Linked DNA regions of Mus musculus: all the other regions are linked to region 1. Evidence: chromatin contacts called from public HiChIP or PLAC-seq data. All regions are on one chromosome and are shown on one strand. Each heading gives the region's core, a stretch centred on a gene start, on an enhancer-like site or on the middle of the called end of the contact. The rest is flanking DNA. Distances are from core to core; before and after follow the strand shown.

Region 1 (2,906 bases), core at 251-2,750:
CTCTCTCTCTCTCTTTCTCCTTCAAGGTAGGACCTCATATAACCCCAGTCTATCCTCAAACTGACCATAGTTGAAGAGAACGGTGAATGGTCTGTCCACCTGCCTCCACTTCCCAAGAGCTAGGATTACAGTCATGCACCACCACACTTGGCTTGTGTGGCACTGGGGATTTGAACCCAGGGCTTCATGCATGCTAGGCAAGCACTCTATCTATTTAACCTTGGTCCCAGCCTAAAGATGCCTTTTTTAAAAAGTAATTTTTTAGTTTTATTGTGACATCTTCATTTATACATGTCATTACACTGAATCCTTATTCCTTTTTCCACACTCTTCCCCTTTCCTTCTCTGCCCCTCCTGCTCCTCATCCGCCTCCTGACACACAGTTCCCCCTTTAGCCGTCATAGAATATATAAATATAATATTAAAATTCAAATAAGATACTTTGTATAAAATTGTAGGTATATTATTGCCTTTTCTGCTTTCTCCCTCCCCTAAGCTGTCTTCGGCAAATGTTTTCTTGAAGGCTGTGGCTCTCTTCCCGTTCCTTTGACAGGCAGAGTCTATATCCCAGAATTGGGAAAGAACACTAATCAGTGCTTTTCTCTTGGAGCCGCTTGCTAAGCCCTTACCAGCAGAGCCTACATTCATGTATCAGCTACTTGCTGCTCTGTGATCTGTTTGCCTTGAGCTATTCAATCTAGGTGTGGAGGCAGGTCAAGAAATCACCTGCTATAGCTCAGTGCTTTGAGTACTGGGGTAGAAGCAGAGAGATGAGGCTCCAGGGCAGCTAAAGGAGGGACAGGCATATCTGCCCTGGCAATGGGTAACTTGAATTCTGAACTAAGAATTAGCATCTGGATCCATGAGTCCTAGTAAGCTAGCTACTCACCATGCAAGTCTATTGCAGTCCCTTGTTTTAAGTATCAGTCGCAAGCTGGGTGTGGAGGCACACAGGTATAATCCCAGCACTTGAGAAATGAAACATCAGAATTTCAAGGCCATCCTCTGCAACGTGTCTAATTCAAGGCTGCATGAGTCCCTCTTTCAGACAAACCAACTAAATAAAAATTTTAAAGTGCAATAACCGGGCACTGGAGCGATGGCTTGGCAGTTAAGAGCGCTGGCTGCTATTCCACTGGTCCTGAGTTCAATTCCCAGCAACAATATGGTGCCTCACAACCATCTGTAATGGGACCTGATGCTCTCTTCGGTCATGCAGGCATACATGCAAATAGAGCACTCATTTACATACATACATAAATCTTTAAAACGACGTAAAAGCTAAGTATCCAATAGCTGCGCTTGGTGAGTGGCCACCGTGCTGAACAGAACAGTCGCAGAACTAATTTATCATCATTTTAGTCTAAAAAGCAAAAACAGTAAAGACAAAGCGGGAGAAAGTCATTCTAAGCAAAAGGGAAAGAAGGTGGGGAAGTCAGAGAGACTGGAGACAGGATGACTCATCCTGGGGCCACAGTGGGGCTGACTGAGAAGGCTCAGGAGAGGAAAGCTGGGGATGTGACTGCAGCAGGCCGATGACAAATGCCTTGGGTGGAATGCTAAGGACTTGAGACTGAGAACGATGGGAGCCCCTGAAGGATCCGAACAGGAGCCTGATGTCACCTGCTTCACATGTTCATAAGCTCTGTCTGGCAGCCACTGGAGGCTAGGTCAGAGGAGGCCTAAGTCGGATAGGAAGCAAGAGCAGCCACTGGCTGTAAAGTGAAACATGAGGTAGTTGTGGTGGTGCTGTGGATTGGACAGAGCAGGGAGATGTGAGTGGGGAACCCTGGGGGTGATCTTATCAGACCCCTAAGAGGTGCTATGTAAACACTTGCTGCTTTAATGACCTACCTGTGGCCAGGCTCCAACAGAGAACTGTGTGCTATGCATTGGCCCCTATGTGCTCTTTACTGCACAGATGAAGCTGCAATGTGCATCAAGGAGGGAGAGCATACAAGATGGAGAGAGAGGAAGGTTGGCATCCCTGTTCTGTCTAGTAGTGAGGGTTCAGGTGAGAAGCACATGGGAGACGGGGAGGGACCCTGGGCCCAGCTGTGCTATGCTGTTAGAACTGGGCATGGGCCAGTCTCCAACCTGCATGGATTTCCCGAGGGCAGATTCCATAGCCTGGAGGATCAGATCTTTTCACCAGCAGGGACTCGTGATCCGGGCAATCCAAAAAAACGTAGTCAGTGGAGGATTTGTGGCGCAATGGACAGGAACAGATGGGCCAGGACTCTGTAAGTACCAAGGACTCTAGAAGTACCCAGAGGAGAATCTGAGGGAAGTTGTAAAAGCTTCAGCCACATGCGTGTCACATGGAAAACCCCTTTGTGTGTACCTGTGGGTCTGGAACGCTTCAGGCACTTGGGGTGAATGAATAGACAAGATTGAACAGCTATTTCTTGTTCATTGTAGTCTGACTATTCCCGGAAAAACATAAACAAATGTCTACTCATCCAGACAGGGAACTGGTGATAGGCTGAAGTACAGACACCCCCGACATCCAGTTAAAGCAATGAGTTTATTGAGATTACCAACAGGGCATGGGTAGGGGTAACTTACAAGAGCAGATCCTACCCCAGCATGGGTGACAGCTCATGAAAACCAGAAACTGAGAGCTCACTGCACAACCTTCAGGCAGCTCAACAGGTTGGAGAGTGTCTTTTCTGGTGGCTCAAATGGTTTGAGTCTCTTCCAGGCAGTTCAGCTGGTCTCTTCTTTTTTTTTTTTTTTTTTTTTTTTTCAGGCTTTTGGCTGGTCTTTGATTATTCTGGGATGTTTTGTTTGAGAATCTTCTAAGAATCACAGCTGTCTTTGCTGCTTATATATTACAGAGGAGAAAGGGGCCTAGTTAATCTAGTCAGTTTCAGGGACTTCCTGAAGGTATTTTGAGTTGGTTA
Region 2 (2,906 bases), core at 249-2,748, 490 kb after region 1:
ATGCACTACAAGTTCCCAACAGCCACTGGGAACACAGGCATTTGATTGAGGTCACCAGGGTCCTACAGTCTTGGGCATCATAGGGCGGGGTGGGATAGGGCTGGGGAGTGTTAGGAATGGAATTAGTCTGCTCACCATATAGGGTTAGCAAAGTGTTCATCCTGGTACATCAACTTACTCCAGCAGACTTTTTGTTCCTTGAGGGGTCAGAGAGACGGCTCTGCAGGTTGCTGAGAATCTACTATCGGAGTTTAACCCTTAGGACTCACATGATGGAAGGACAGAACTGACTCACACAAGTTGTCTTCTGGCCTCCACGTGTGTGCTGTGGCGTGTGCATCCACACACATATGCAAATAAACAAGCAAATGTGAAATTACTTAGAAAAAGCTCATGAAACATCTCATTTACCACCAAGCCCAAAACTCATGGCGTGGCATGGCGATTTTCTGTAGGTATTTGCAGTAGCTACGTTTTGAGAGGTTGGCTCTAGTTTGTGCTTTTGTCTACCGCTGTCACTTTTTTTTTGTTTGTTTTTGTTTTTCGAGGCAGGGTTTCTCTGTATAGCCCTGACTGTCCTGGAGCTCACTTTGTAGACCAGGCTGGCCTCAAACTCAGAAATCCACCTGCCTCTGCCTCCCAAGTGCTGGGATTAAAGGTGTGTGCCACCACTGCCTGGCCACTTTCTCTTTTTAAAACAGGGTCTCATTATGTAGGCTTGGTTAGCCTGGAGCTCGCTATGTAGACCAGGCTGGCCTCAAATTCAGAGATCTGCCTGCTTCAGTCTTCCAAGTGCTGCCATTAAAAGGCTTGTGCCACCACACCTAGCTATCTGGCATTTAAAAAGCTATTTTAAATGTTTATTTATATGTGTCTGTGGGGAAGGTAGCCCCTTGAGAAGCCAGAATAGGGCATTGGATTTCCCAGAGCTGGAGTTACAGGTAGTTGTAAGCTGTTTGAGGTAGGTGCTGGGAAGTAAACTTGATTCTTCTGGAAGAGATGCTAAGTCATCTCTCAAGGCCTCACCTGACTTTTTTTCAGGGGTGGGGAGAATGTTTTGAGACACTTGTCTTGAAACGATGTATGCCACTATGTATACCAGGTTGGTCTTGAACTAAGAGAGATAACTCTTGAACTCTGCCTCCTGAGTTCTGGTATTAAAGGCATGCTTTACCAAGCCTAGCTTTTAAAAGAGTTATGCGTACGGGGGTTTTGTTGGCATGCAGATCGGTGTACCGGCTGCATATATGCCTGGTGCCTAAGGATGCCAGAAAATGGGATTGGACACCCTGGAACTGGACTTACAGATGGTTGTGACTTGCCATGTAGGTGCTGGTAATCAAGCCTGTGTCTTTTGAAAGAGCACCCAGTGTTTTTAACTACTGAGCCTTCTCCCCAGTTCCATCATCTGAAGTTTCTTAAATACTTCCAGGCTGGTCCTAGGCTGATTGTGTGGAACACTACTCAGGGCTGGGAGGGACCAGCAGGCTGACAGATGACTCAGAGAGCAGGTGCTGGGAAGGTACTTGGGTCCAGCATTCTCTGGATCATAGGGTGACTCTGTTGAAGTGACATGAGCAGGATCTTCATCGCAGCGGGTGGGGGAAAACAGACACGGGTTCTAAGTCCCATTCCCAGGCCCGGGGCCTCCAGAACAACACAGTAAGAGAAAACTGGCTCAGGCAGTCTCCAAAAGCAGACATGGACCCAGCCAGTGGGTCAATAGGGCTAAAAGCTGGCTGCCAGGCAGCCTGTCCTCCATGAGGCCCCCCATGCTTGTTGAAATGTCAAGAACTTGTCTGTGCTCTGAGCTGGCGTCACCTTTGCGTGGGAACGAAGCGCATGCTCATGCTGGGCCCGGAGGGGGGCCGGGGGGAGGGCTGGCAGTGATGTGTTCTTGTTTGGTTTCCAAATAGGGACCCAGAAGGGAGAATCGTGAGATTCCTGTGTCACCGGAAAGATTTGGGAGCCTGGCCAAAGGCATCCATCTGGACTTCAGCTTAGAAGCCGCTGCCCTTCGTCTGGGCCCCAGGATGAAACTGCAGGTGGCGCTGGCCTAGTACCTGTGCAGGTGACAGTTCTGGCTGAGCTGCCACTAGACATGGTGTCTGGGTTTGGCACATGGTAGATCTTGTCTGACACTCTGGTGACCTGTCCCTGGCCCATGTGGCATTGTATGGACTTAACCTCTCGCTGTAAGACCACCCATGTTGGTTAGACAATCTTATTAGGAAGCCATCCTTACCTAACTTGGAAGATTAAACAAAAACCCAAGACTCATCTCCAGTGCCTGGCCAAGGTCACAAAACTGTCCCTTCATTTGCTGTAGTTGCTTAACCCTTGTGAGGGACCACCGTATGATAGGCACTGACCTTAGAGCAGCTAGGCACATCAGTGAATTTAGGCAAGAAAGCCGAGTGGATGGGCAGTGCAGGGTAGGGCAGGCCTCCCCCAGGAGGTGGCAGCTATGCTGAACCCCATGTGACAAGGGCACCCAGAGTGCTAAGCACACAACTGTTTTGCTTTGGAGGCAGTAGATGGAATCTTCCAGATGGGTCGCTCCTCCAGGGAGGTCTGTGACCCCTGCCACCCATGTCACCCATGTCAACAAGGCCTTTCGAGGGAGTCTGCAGGCTGATGAGAGAACTGGAAGCCAGCCTGGCCACAAGAAGCCTTGGGATAGCCAAGGGCACCATAAGGATCTGACTGGGCCCAGGGACACACTGACTCCAACTGGTCTGAGTCAAGCAGGTGCCTCAGGTAAGTCAGGAGGGTAGAAAGGACTGTGAGCTTCCGTCTGCTCTGGCCTTGGGAAAGGTAAGACAGAAGGACCCTGGCCCAGCACTGGCCAATTGCCTATCTGGCTCTAACACTGCTCTGCCCTGGTCTTAACACTGAGCCCTCCT
Region 3 (2,906 bases), core at 284-2,783, 390 kb after region 1:
GGCTCAAAATAACCAAGAGCACTAGATGCTCTTCCAGCAGACTTGGGGTCGTCTCACATCAGCCTGTAATTATGCTTACTTCTGGCCTCCACAGGCATGGGGTATACCTATGGTGCACAGACATACATGCAGGCAAAAATCCATATGTGTGTGTGTGTGTGTGTGTGTGTAATATATATAAATATATGTATACTTAAATTAAAAACAAAAACGAAGCCAGGTGGTGGTGGCACACGCTTTTAATCCCAGCACTTGGGAGGCAGAGGCAGGCTGATTTCTGAGTTCAAAGCCAGCCTGGTCTACAGAGTGAGTTCCAGGACAGTCAGGGCTGCACAGAGAAACCCTGTCTTGAGAGGGGGGGGGGGGAACTCATGTAACCAGAGAACATTTATGTGTAATATTTATCGATAGAATATTTACATCTATGTGTAATATTGATTGTAATATTTATTGATCTATCAGACTAAAAACTGACCTTTTTTTTTTCAATACTAGGGATTAAATCCAAGCATTCTACCGCCAAGCTATTAATACATCCTAGCTCTTCTTATTAATCTGTAACCCAGACTGGTCTAGAATTTGGAGTGTAGCTATGTGATATAAACTGACCTGAAACTTGCCACTCTCCTGCCTCGGCTTCCCAGGTGCTGGTATTCTAAGTGTTCTGGTATCACTGTGCCCAGCAGTATTTACTGTTTCGCCTGACAACCAACTCATTGCTTAATAACATAAACAGTATTTTGCAGCAAATAGCTGTATTTTTCAAAACAAAGCACTTTATTTTGCATGTTTGCAAATCTATTTCTTTGTTGGGGTTTTTTTTTTTTTTTGGTCTTTTGTTTGGTTTTTTCCTTTTGTTAGTTTTGGTTTGGTTTGTTTGTTTGTTTGTTTGTTTGTTTGTTTGAGACAGAGTCTTGCTATGTAGCCCAAGTTAGCCTGGAACTCAGAGCAACAATCTCTGTTCAATCTCCCAAGTATTGGGACTACAAAGTACGACACCTAACCTCCTTGGCTTTACTGATTCTCACACAGATTCTCACAGTGCACGGGACCGGTGTAATGCTTTGAAGGTCATGAAAACTGTCTAAGCCCGGCAAAGTGGCTTAGGTCTGTAAATCCGGCCCTTGGGCGGCAGAGAGAGAAGGATCAGGAGTTCAAAGTCATCCTCAGCTACAATCGAGTTCAAGGACAGCCTAGGCTAGATGTATCCTTGTCTAAAAAGAAAGTAGAAAGAATCACTTCTTTTGCAGGAACTCAGTCTATTCCACACTTGGCCCCTGGACAGAATTGACCAGTAAGGCTAGAAGTCGAGTCTGCCCGCCCACACAGCCTGGATCACCAGAGACCTGTTGCTTAGAAATTGAACAACTGTGGCTTCTGCGCTTTGGACACGCCCCTAGCTCCCCGCTCCTCCGGGGCTATAGGAAAGCCATTGAGCCTGCGTTCTAAGGCAGCACTTCCGCTCGCTGCGGAACCCTGAGCTCCTGCTCCAGTTTCTGCCGAGGAGCGAACACCGCCAGGGCGGAAGTAGCTCGCCGCGTGTGGGCGGGGCTCGGAAACATGTCGGCGGCGTTAGTGCGGCGCGGTTTGGAGCTTCTGGCGGCGTCCGAGGGTGAGGAGAGCAGGTCCTGCGACAGTCGCGCTGTGTAGGAGAGCCAGCCGGGCGGGTGGGGAGGGAGAGCGCGCCCTTCAACTCGGTCCTTCGCTGCCTTTCCCCGTAGCTCCCCGTGCGGTCCCGGGCCAGGTCCAGGCTAGCGGGACTCCGGCGAAGCGGACCCGGAGGGCGCGGGCCAAGGCCTCCCAGGCTCTGAAACTGCGGAACTCAGCGAAGGGAAAGGCGCCTAAGTCCGCTCTAGGTGAGTTGAGAAAGACTGTGAGCGCTTCTTAGAATTGGGGGCAGCGCCTTCGAGTCGGGAGTTCCAAACGTTCCCCGAGACTCCACAAGGAAAAGGCAAAATGAATGTTCAAATCGTGGGGGACAGGTTTCGAACCCAAGCAATCTAATTCCCAGGTCTGCCGCTGTCTGCTATGTGGCAGTTAACAGGATGAGAGAAAGAGGGAAAAGCCTGGGAGTGGTGACACACATCTGTCATCCCTGCACTTGAGAGGTGGAGGCAGGAGAATCAGAAGTTCTGTGTCTTTCCGTGGTGAGTTCAGGGCAAGACCTAATCGTGAAGGCAGATGAAACGCAAGACCCAGGCGCTTGTGAGCTCTAGCCGTGGTGGGGAGAGAAACATCAGAGAGTCTCTCTTAATTATTTATTTATTTATTTATTTGGCTTTTTGATACAGAGTTTCTCAGTATAGCCCTGGCTGTCCTGGAACTTACTCTGTAGACCAGGCTGGCCTCGAACTCAGAAATCTACCTGCCTCTGCCTCCCAAGTGCTAGGATTAAAGGCGTGCGCCACACGCTTACTCTGTAGACCAGCCATCAGAGAGTCTCAAAACTAACAAGCAGGGTTTTGCCAAGTGAGTGAGGCTTGTGAGGTGAAAGGCTCTGCAGTGCTCCGAGGAAGAATCAAACTAACAAGCCAAGGTGGAAGCAACGTTAAGGCATCTGAGAAGGTTTTAGCCAGAAAGGCTTGAGAATTTGGAAGAAGGCTAACGGGTAAGATGAGCAAGAGGCAAGATGGAGGACCCATCAGGGATAGAGGGCTGGCTCACTGGTTAAGAGCACTTGCTGCTTGCTCTTCCAGAGGACCTGGAGCCCCCCAGAAGCCCACAAAGCTGCTCACAGCCCACTGTAACTCCAGGTCTGGGGATTAGATACCCTCTTCTGATTCCACAGACGCTCACTTGGGGTGCACATACATACACTAAGGCACGCAACACACACACATTTATGAAATGAAGCACTCAGTCAACAGTTTACCCTTCTAAACTAACTAACTCGTTTGACCCTCACG
Region 4 (2,906 bases), core at 217-2,716, 330 kb after region 1:
CCTCATGATCTCTCTCATAATGGCACACATGGGGTAGCCCACTTTACAGCTAAGAAAACAAGACCAGAGAAGCCAAGTCACTTGCCCTGGGTCACACAGCAACTCTGTGCCAGGATTAAAATGAAACTCAGGTCCGGCTCCCAGGGACAGGCATCAAATATTCTACTTCTGTAAAATGGATACGTCCCCAGAGCCCTACTCTGTGGTACCTCACACCGTGCCTACAACCACGCAGATGCCACATCAGGGCCCACGAGTCCACAAGGGAGGAGGTATCAGGGAGCAGAGGCTGGCTGCGGGCAGAGAAATGTAGCCACTGCCTTCGCTGTGTGAATGGGATGGGGTGAGGAGCCTCAGCTGGGAAAACAAAGATGACAGGAGGGGCAATTCTTCAGAAGAGCTGAGGGGCTGAGCTACAGTAGAGCCCTGAGCTTGGAAGAGGACACCCGGCTGGGAGGGAGGGGACGACTGAGAGGCTCACCTGCAGGATCTTGCAGCGGTCTGAGAGGCACTCCATATCGTCACATGGCTGGTACATGCCCAGGGTCACACAGTTCAGCAGGATGACCAGCATGCTCACACACTCGAACCACGTACACCAAGTCAAGGAAGAACTGGTGGTGGAAGCGCGGCCTGGGGCGCCACACTCCTGAATGTGACACCCCAGGAACAGACATGCAGACCGTTTCTGCCCCCCACCCCCAACTCCACCCCCACCCCTGTGGACCTCTCAGTGACCCAGGTCCAAGCTTTCAGAGACAGTGCAGCTGGCCCGCCACACAGGTGCAACCCATGCCACACCCTGCAGGGAACCGAAACCAAATCAAACCACTGAAGCATCCACTGCAGGATGCCTCCAGGTCCCACCCAGGAAGGAGTGGCCCCCAGAAAGGGTCCCCAGACTCAACAGCTCTGATGCCGGCCTTCTCTTCTCCCTCTCCCATCCCTCTGCGGTGGCTTCATGCTTCCCATCCAAGGAATGGGTCTGCACTTCTGAGGCATCCCTGGACATGTTCTCCTGATCTGCCTATCTCTGTGGGGCTGAAGCTCACAGTCACCCTCTGACCGCTGCTCCCAAATCAGCCCAACCCAGAGACCTGGCTTCCCGGGTTCTGCCCCAGCAGAATCCTGCAGCCTGGAGCCAGGGCATCTAGAGATCAGCCCTTCAGGTCAGCCACAGGCCACCAGCAGGATAAGGGGATCCTACAGCCCAGAGAGAAGAGAACTGCCTGCTCATATCCCCCAAATGGCCTCTCCTCTTATACACAAGTCCTCGGGGCTAAGGAGATCTGTGCCCCCCCCCCAAAAAGTGCATCATGGTGAAGAAAAAAAAAAAAGTGAAACCACACAACAGCATAAATGACTGAGGTCAGACTCAGGGGTGAACTGCCAGATGAAGGAGCCTGTCTGATGACTCACTCTCTTCTAGTAGTTTCTCATCTACCAGGAAGCAGACTGACAACCCCTGCCACCAGCTGTACCCACATTCCTGTCCCTGACTCCAGCATTTAGCATCTGGGTACAGAGCTGCTATGTGCTGTCAGAGCAGCCAGCAGTGCCAGAGACCAGGGCCTGCCTGTGAACTCAATTCCCTGCGGTGAGTGGCTCTGGGGTCTCAAGCAAGTTCACAGCAGCTCCTCACTGGAGCTAAGGGGCACCTCACAGGTCCACAGAGGCTGTCCCGACCCCTCTTCTCAGAGTGCCTGCTGTGGCTCCCAGCTTCTCCTGGCTTAAAATCAGAAGCCCTCCACAAAGCTGGCCAGCACGACCTACCCTCTTCTCCTTCCCCCGACTGCCTCCCTCCCAGCCCGTGGTGGCCTGCTTTTCCTGTCTGGTCTCAGGCCATTCAGCCCCACAAGCTCCTCCCCCAGCAGCCCTCCAGCCTGACTCTCTCCCATCTAACGCTCATCCTCTCTGCCCACTTTTGAGCAGAGTCTGGGTCCCTGGGATCTACAAGCACTCAACTCCAACCAGAACAGCATGGAGATGCTCAACCAAGACTTGCCGAGTGAATACATGAGTTTATCTCAAGCTCCCCCCACCCCACCCCCCAGCCACACCAGTTCAACCCCAGCTCGGTGAAGCCACACCAGCCCACCACAGCCAGATGCCAACCACAGTGGACTGGGCCCCTCCTGCCTGCTAAGAGAACTGACCTAGTTTCCATGGCAACAGCCCCCTCTGCTCTCCAGACCCTGCTCACCTTGAAAGCTGACTTCCATGGCCTCTGTCCCTGCCCTGCTCCTTCCTGTCCCTGGCCTGGCTGCCACTCTCCCGCCATAGCCTGTAATTAATTTCAGTCGCTGCCAGGCCCCCTTTGAGCCCTAGCCTTGCTCCAGCAGTAGCTGTGTCATTAATTAACTTTTTTGAAGTTCAAACGTTCTAATTACCAGCGAGCATCCCCGTTCCCCTTGATTCCCTCCCCCCCTTCCCCCATTCATTACCTCCCTCTCATAGCCCAGTTTCTGCTGCCTCTGTCCTTCCTGGAGACCCAGGCCCAAGTGCACCTGATGGGCCCATTCACAGGTGGGGAAAGTCAAGACCCCTCTTTAGATCACGTGGCTGGGTTTTGTCTACATCAGACCTGCTGGGTTCCTCGGCCAGTGTCCCCTCCCGGCCCTTGGTCCTGTGTCTGCAATACTGCCCCTGCCTCCCTGGGGCTGCAGCTCTGGCTCCTGACTCTCCAGTGGGCCCTGTGTGATGTCAGCACTGAGTCCTCAGACTCCTTGATAAAACTAAATTCGATCCAAAGGGGAAACATATTTACACACCTGTGACAGTACACACCTGCAATCCCAGCACTGGGGAGGCTGAGGCAGGAAGTTTGAGGCCGACCAGAGCTACCCAGTAATACCTTGTCAGCACAACTCAAACCAAAACAAGCAGAAGTGGGGTGGAGTCAGGGG
Region 5 (2,906 bases), core at 135-2,634, 270 kb after region 1:
CAGGCAAATCTGAGAAGAGGTGTGGCGTTTCCCAAGCATTCACAGCTGCTTTTCTGGCCAACCCACCAAAGTTCTGCAAGGAGGTCCCTGGATATCTTTGGTCCCTGACTCCCCTCCTGTGTACAATGGGACACTGGGCATGCAGAGGGTACTGTGTGTGGATCAGTAGGGCCACCATGCATCCAGGACTTGAAACTATCTGATCTCCCCTCAGCTGGCCCGTGAATACCTTCATAATCCCATTCCAGTTATCGCCTGTGGAGACCTGGAAGAGTGTGAGGAAGGCCATGCCGAAGTTCTCGAAGGTGGCGTGCCGGCTCATGCCCTCACACGGGTTCTCGTCATTGCAGACTGAGAGGGGGAGAGGTGGTCAGCCTGTCCACCCACGGCACCCCAAGCTGCCACCCCTGAGTATCCTCTCTGAGTAACTCCTACAACCCTCAACAGTGTATGTGGACTGTGGCCCAGCCCACAGATAGGACAACTGAGGCTCAAGGAAGTACTGCACTGGCTGAAGGCTCAGTCTCAGGAGCATCTGGCTCTTCTATCCAATAATCAACTGCTGAGAGAGATGGGTGGGGAAAGGCCCAGCCCCTTGGGAGAACCCCTGATTTCTGAAACCTACCTTATATGCAGGGCTAGGATCAGCATGGAATGTGTTGCCCTCTCCCTTGCCCTGGTTGCTATTACTGAGGTAGCCCTGGCTCAGAACAGCCAGTGGCTGGAAGCAGAGAAAGGCTTCCCAGAAGACCAAAAGTTGAAGTCCAGGACTCCACAATACACGTCTGATGTACATTCATGAGCCTGGCTTCAGAAACTACCCCATGCTAAGATTGGGTTTGAATGAGAAGTCCTGCTACTGAGGCATCTCCCCCATCCCACAGCCTCCGGTGGCAGCATCGCTCACCCAGCTTTCCGAAGAGCTCCACTCCCAGAGCGGCGTAGATGAAGAAGAGCAGCATGAAGAGGAGGCCCAGGTTGCCCACCTGTGGGGAGAGGTGGGCTGGGCTGGGGGCTGGAGGCCTGGGGTGTGCAAGAGGAGAAGGGGAAGGCCTGGGGAGAGTCAGGAATAGGAGTTCCAGAACTGGAAGAGGGCAGGGAAAGGAATTCCTGGGGCAGAAGGATAGAAGTGAAGGACCTCAGGCCAGGGGGACAGAGGCAGGGCCAGCCTCGGGGCAGCTATATTGTTACAGCTATATTGTTAGCTACATTGTTATTAAGTATCCATGTCCCTATCCCCTTGTAACCTCCTGAAGGGCAAGACTCCTGCAGCATAGGTCACTGGGTAAGAATTGGATGCCTAATGTCTTTGCCATGAGTGCATCACTTGTCCCAGAAACCTATGAGGGGTTTGGGGAGGTGACTCAGTAGATCAGTAGGTGACTCATTGTGTAAGCATGAGGACCTGGATTCAGATCTCCAGCCTTGCATAAAAGCAGGGTACAGGGATATGCCCTGCTTATGTGGGCAGAGACTGGCAGATCCCTGGAGTTCACTCATGAGCTCTAGGCTCAGGGAGAGACCTCGCCTCAAAACAAACAAACAAACAAAAAAAAAACATTCAATCACACACCCACCCCTACACACGTGTACACTTGAGTACACTCGAATACACACACACACATGTGCCATCTCTCTTCCCATTTCTTGAGTTAAAGTTTTTTGAGTGAAAATGAGACAGACCGAGAGCGGAAGTGCCTGTTTAGTTACACCACTCTCGTGAGTGAGGACGCCTCCGGGATTCAAGCCCAGCAAACTGTCCATTGCTGGCCCGGGACACGACTGGATGATATACCACTTGCCTCCACAGACCAGTTCAAGGCTGGCCACAGGAAGGAAGGAGTGGAGGACTCACACATGCCCATGATCTCAGGAGCCTCCTGCAAATGCAACTACCCCTGTCCCCACGGCTCCTGTAGGACAGATTGCCCCAGATTCCAAGCCTGGTTCAAATCCATGCACCAGTGGGAGACTGCCTTTACCTCATGCTATGGAGGAGGCTAGAAGGCGTTCCTGCCCTACAAAGAAAATCCCTTCTGACCCTCCAAAGGCTCCTGCGAATTGAGTCGAGAGGCATTTGAGGTAATTACCGTAAAATAAACCCAGTTGATCACAGACTGTGAGAGGGAGGACAGCCACTCAGCACTGCGGTGCCTGGCTAATTAATGGCACCCTACTCATCAAGGATGCAAGCGTTTAGTGAAATGGATACTGCCCCCATCTTCCCCTTACATCTCCTACCTTCACCCTCAGCCCCTTAGGGCCTGAGAGCCCCAGCAGCCTTCTCCTCACCTGCCTCCTTGCCCCCAGCCTTCCCTCCAGTCTCCTCACAGAGGCAGCTCTGCTTGGAGCCCTCTTACCCAAATACTCCTATGGAGTACAGAGTCTACAGCACAAAGCACAAAGAATAGTTGTTTTGTCCCGAAGTTAAAGGCCTGCCATGACACCCCCACCCTCCCAGTCTGATCTTTCAGCTCCTTGACTCCAACCGTGTGGAAATGGGCTGCTGGGTGGGCATACCCTGTCCCTCTACAGGGAAGACCAGAGCCAGGCAGGAAACTGAAGGTCTTTATTGGGAAACCAGCAGAACCCAGAGCCAAATTTCAAAAGTTCTACCAATCCCTATACCTAAAACAAGGAAACAAACACAGGAACTTCGGTGGAAGGTTGGGTGTTGCCGCTAGAAGATACCCAGGATCGTAGAGATAGCTGAGCCCTTAGAACTGGCAGCAGCACCCAGCCACTGCAATGGACTGATGATTCAACAAGGACCTTTGAGGCTTTGATGAAGGCCCTCATCTCTGCACTGGCCCTAGTAGACATCTCTATTTGTATGTGAGTGAGGTCCAGGGTATTGCCCTGGCACTGGGACCCTGGCAGAAGCCTATCTAGAAGCCAAGAAGTAA

Evidence for each region. HiChIP or PLAC-seq counts read pairs in DNA pulled down with a chosen protein or histone mark.
Region 2: a contact with region 1 is called in a FOXA1 HiChIP or PLAC-seq map of pancreatic cancer cells. The contact joins two enhancer-like sites. A contact is called at or near these places in 3 of 39 promoter capture datasets (hematopoietic stem and progenitor cells, hippocampal neurons and liver), 3 of 115 datasets of contacts at active chromatin or transcription factors (embryonic basal ganglia, forebrain and pancreatic cancer cells) and 1 of 9 other capture datasets (embryonic stem cells).
Region 3: a contact with region 1 is called in a CTCF HiChIP or PLAC-seq map of the NIH/3T3 cell line, with 10 read pairs. The contact joins the promoter of Rps19bp1 here to the enhancer-like site in region 1. A contact is called at or near these places in 5 of 39 promoter capture datasets (embryonic stem cells, hippocampal neurons, liver and 2 more), 1 of 15 datasets of contacts at CTCF or cohesin (the NIH/3T3 cell line), 1 of 484 Hi-C or Micro-C datasets (bone marrow-derived macrophages), 28 of 115 datasets of contacts at active chromatin or transcription factors (the 230-238 cell line, the NIH/3T3 cell line, the SCID.adh cell line and 20 more) and 4 of 9 other capture datasets (adipose tissue, liver, macrophages and 1 more).
Region 4: a contact with region 1 is called in a CTCF HiChIP or PLAC-seq map of the NIH/3T3 cell line, with 6 read pairs. The contact joins two enhancer-like sites. A contact is called at or near these places in 1 of 39 promoter capture datasets (stem cell-derived epiblast-like cells), 1 of 15 datasets of contacts at CTCF or cohesin (the NIH/3T3 cell line), 2 of 484 Hi-C or Micro-C datasets (bone marrow-derived macrophages and nephron progenitors) and 4 of 115 datasets of contacts at active chromatin or transcription factors (embryonic basal ganglia, embryonic stem cells, large pre-B cells and 1 more).
Region 5: a contact with region 1 is called in a CTCF HiChIP or PLAC-seq map of the NIH/3T3 cell line, with 6 read pairs. The contact joins two enhancer-like sites. A contact is called at or near these places in 2 of 39 promoter capture datasets (second pharyngeal arch cranial neural crest and stem cell-derived epiblast-like cells), 1 of 15 datasets of contacts at CTCF or cohesin (the NIH/3T3 cell line), 3 of 484 Hi-C or Micro-C datasets (bone marrow-derived macrophages, cerebral cortex and nephron progenitors), 3 of 115 datasets of contacts at active chromatin or transcription factors (the NIH/3T3 cell line, embryonic stem cells and stem cell-derived neural progenitor cells) and 2 of 9 other capture datasets (adipose tissue and liver).

What each region holds. Positions count from the first base shown.
Region 1 is chr15:80,652,650-80,655,555 of GRCm38.p6, reverse strand. Grap2 (GRB2-related adaptor protein 2) reads right to left here. Exons shown (of 8, transcript NM_001289442.1): 8 at 2,702-2,906. Among named protein-coding and RNA genes, the nearest start is that of Mir6957, 8.0 kb to the right of the region's middle. Within about 2 kb of position 1,500, at least 33 of the 459 cell types and tissues checked have an H3K27ac peak or open chromatin away from gene starts, as enhancers often do. A contact at or near this core is called in the NIH/3T3 cell line, SST interneurons, bone marrow-derived macrophages and 1 more, where this site is marked.
Region 2 is chr15:80,162,528-80,165,433 of GRCm38.p6, reverse strand. No RefSeq gene overlaps it. Among named protein-coding and RNA genes, the nearest start is that of Mgat3, 9.7 kb to the left of the region's middle. Within about 2 kb of position 1,498, at least 20 of the 459 cell types and tissues checked have an H3K27ac peak or open chromatin away from gene starts, as enhancers often do. A contact at or near this core is called in pancreatic cancer cells, where this site is marked.
Region 3 is chr15:80,262,933-80,265,838 of GRCm38.p6, reverse strand. It overlaps Rps19bp1 (ribosomal protein S19 binding protein 1), which reads left to right and starts at 1,533. Exons shown (of 4, transcript NM_175109.3): 1 at 1,533-1,612; 2 at 1,722-1,856. The coding sequence starts at 1,561.
Region 4 is chr15:80,318,046-80,320,951 of GRCm38.p6, reverse strand. Cacna1i (calcium channel, voltage-dependent, alpha 1I subunit) reads right to left here. Exons shown (of 37, transcript NM_001044308.2): 3 at 482-593. Among named protein-coding and RNA genes, the nearest start is that of Gm31319, 30 kb to the right of the region's middle. Within about 2 kb of position 1,466, at least 53 of the 459 cell types and tissues checked have an H3K27ac peak or open chromatin away from gene starts, as enhancers often do. A contact at or near this core is called in the NIH/3T3 cell line, where this site is marked.
Region 5 is chr15:80,385,844-80,388,749 of GRCm38.p6, reverse strand. Cacna1i (calcium channel, voltage-dependent, alpha 1I subunit) reads right to left here. Exons shown (of 37, transcript NM_001044308.2): 30 at 908-986; 31 at 230-351. Among named protein-coding and RNA genes, the nearest start is that of Gm41363, 13 kb to the left of the region's middle. Within about 2 kb of position 1,384, at least 9 of the 459 cell types and tissues checked have an H3K27ac peak or open chromatin away from gene starts, as enhancers often do. A contact at or near this core is called in the NIH/3T3 cell line, where this site is marked.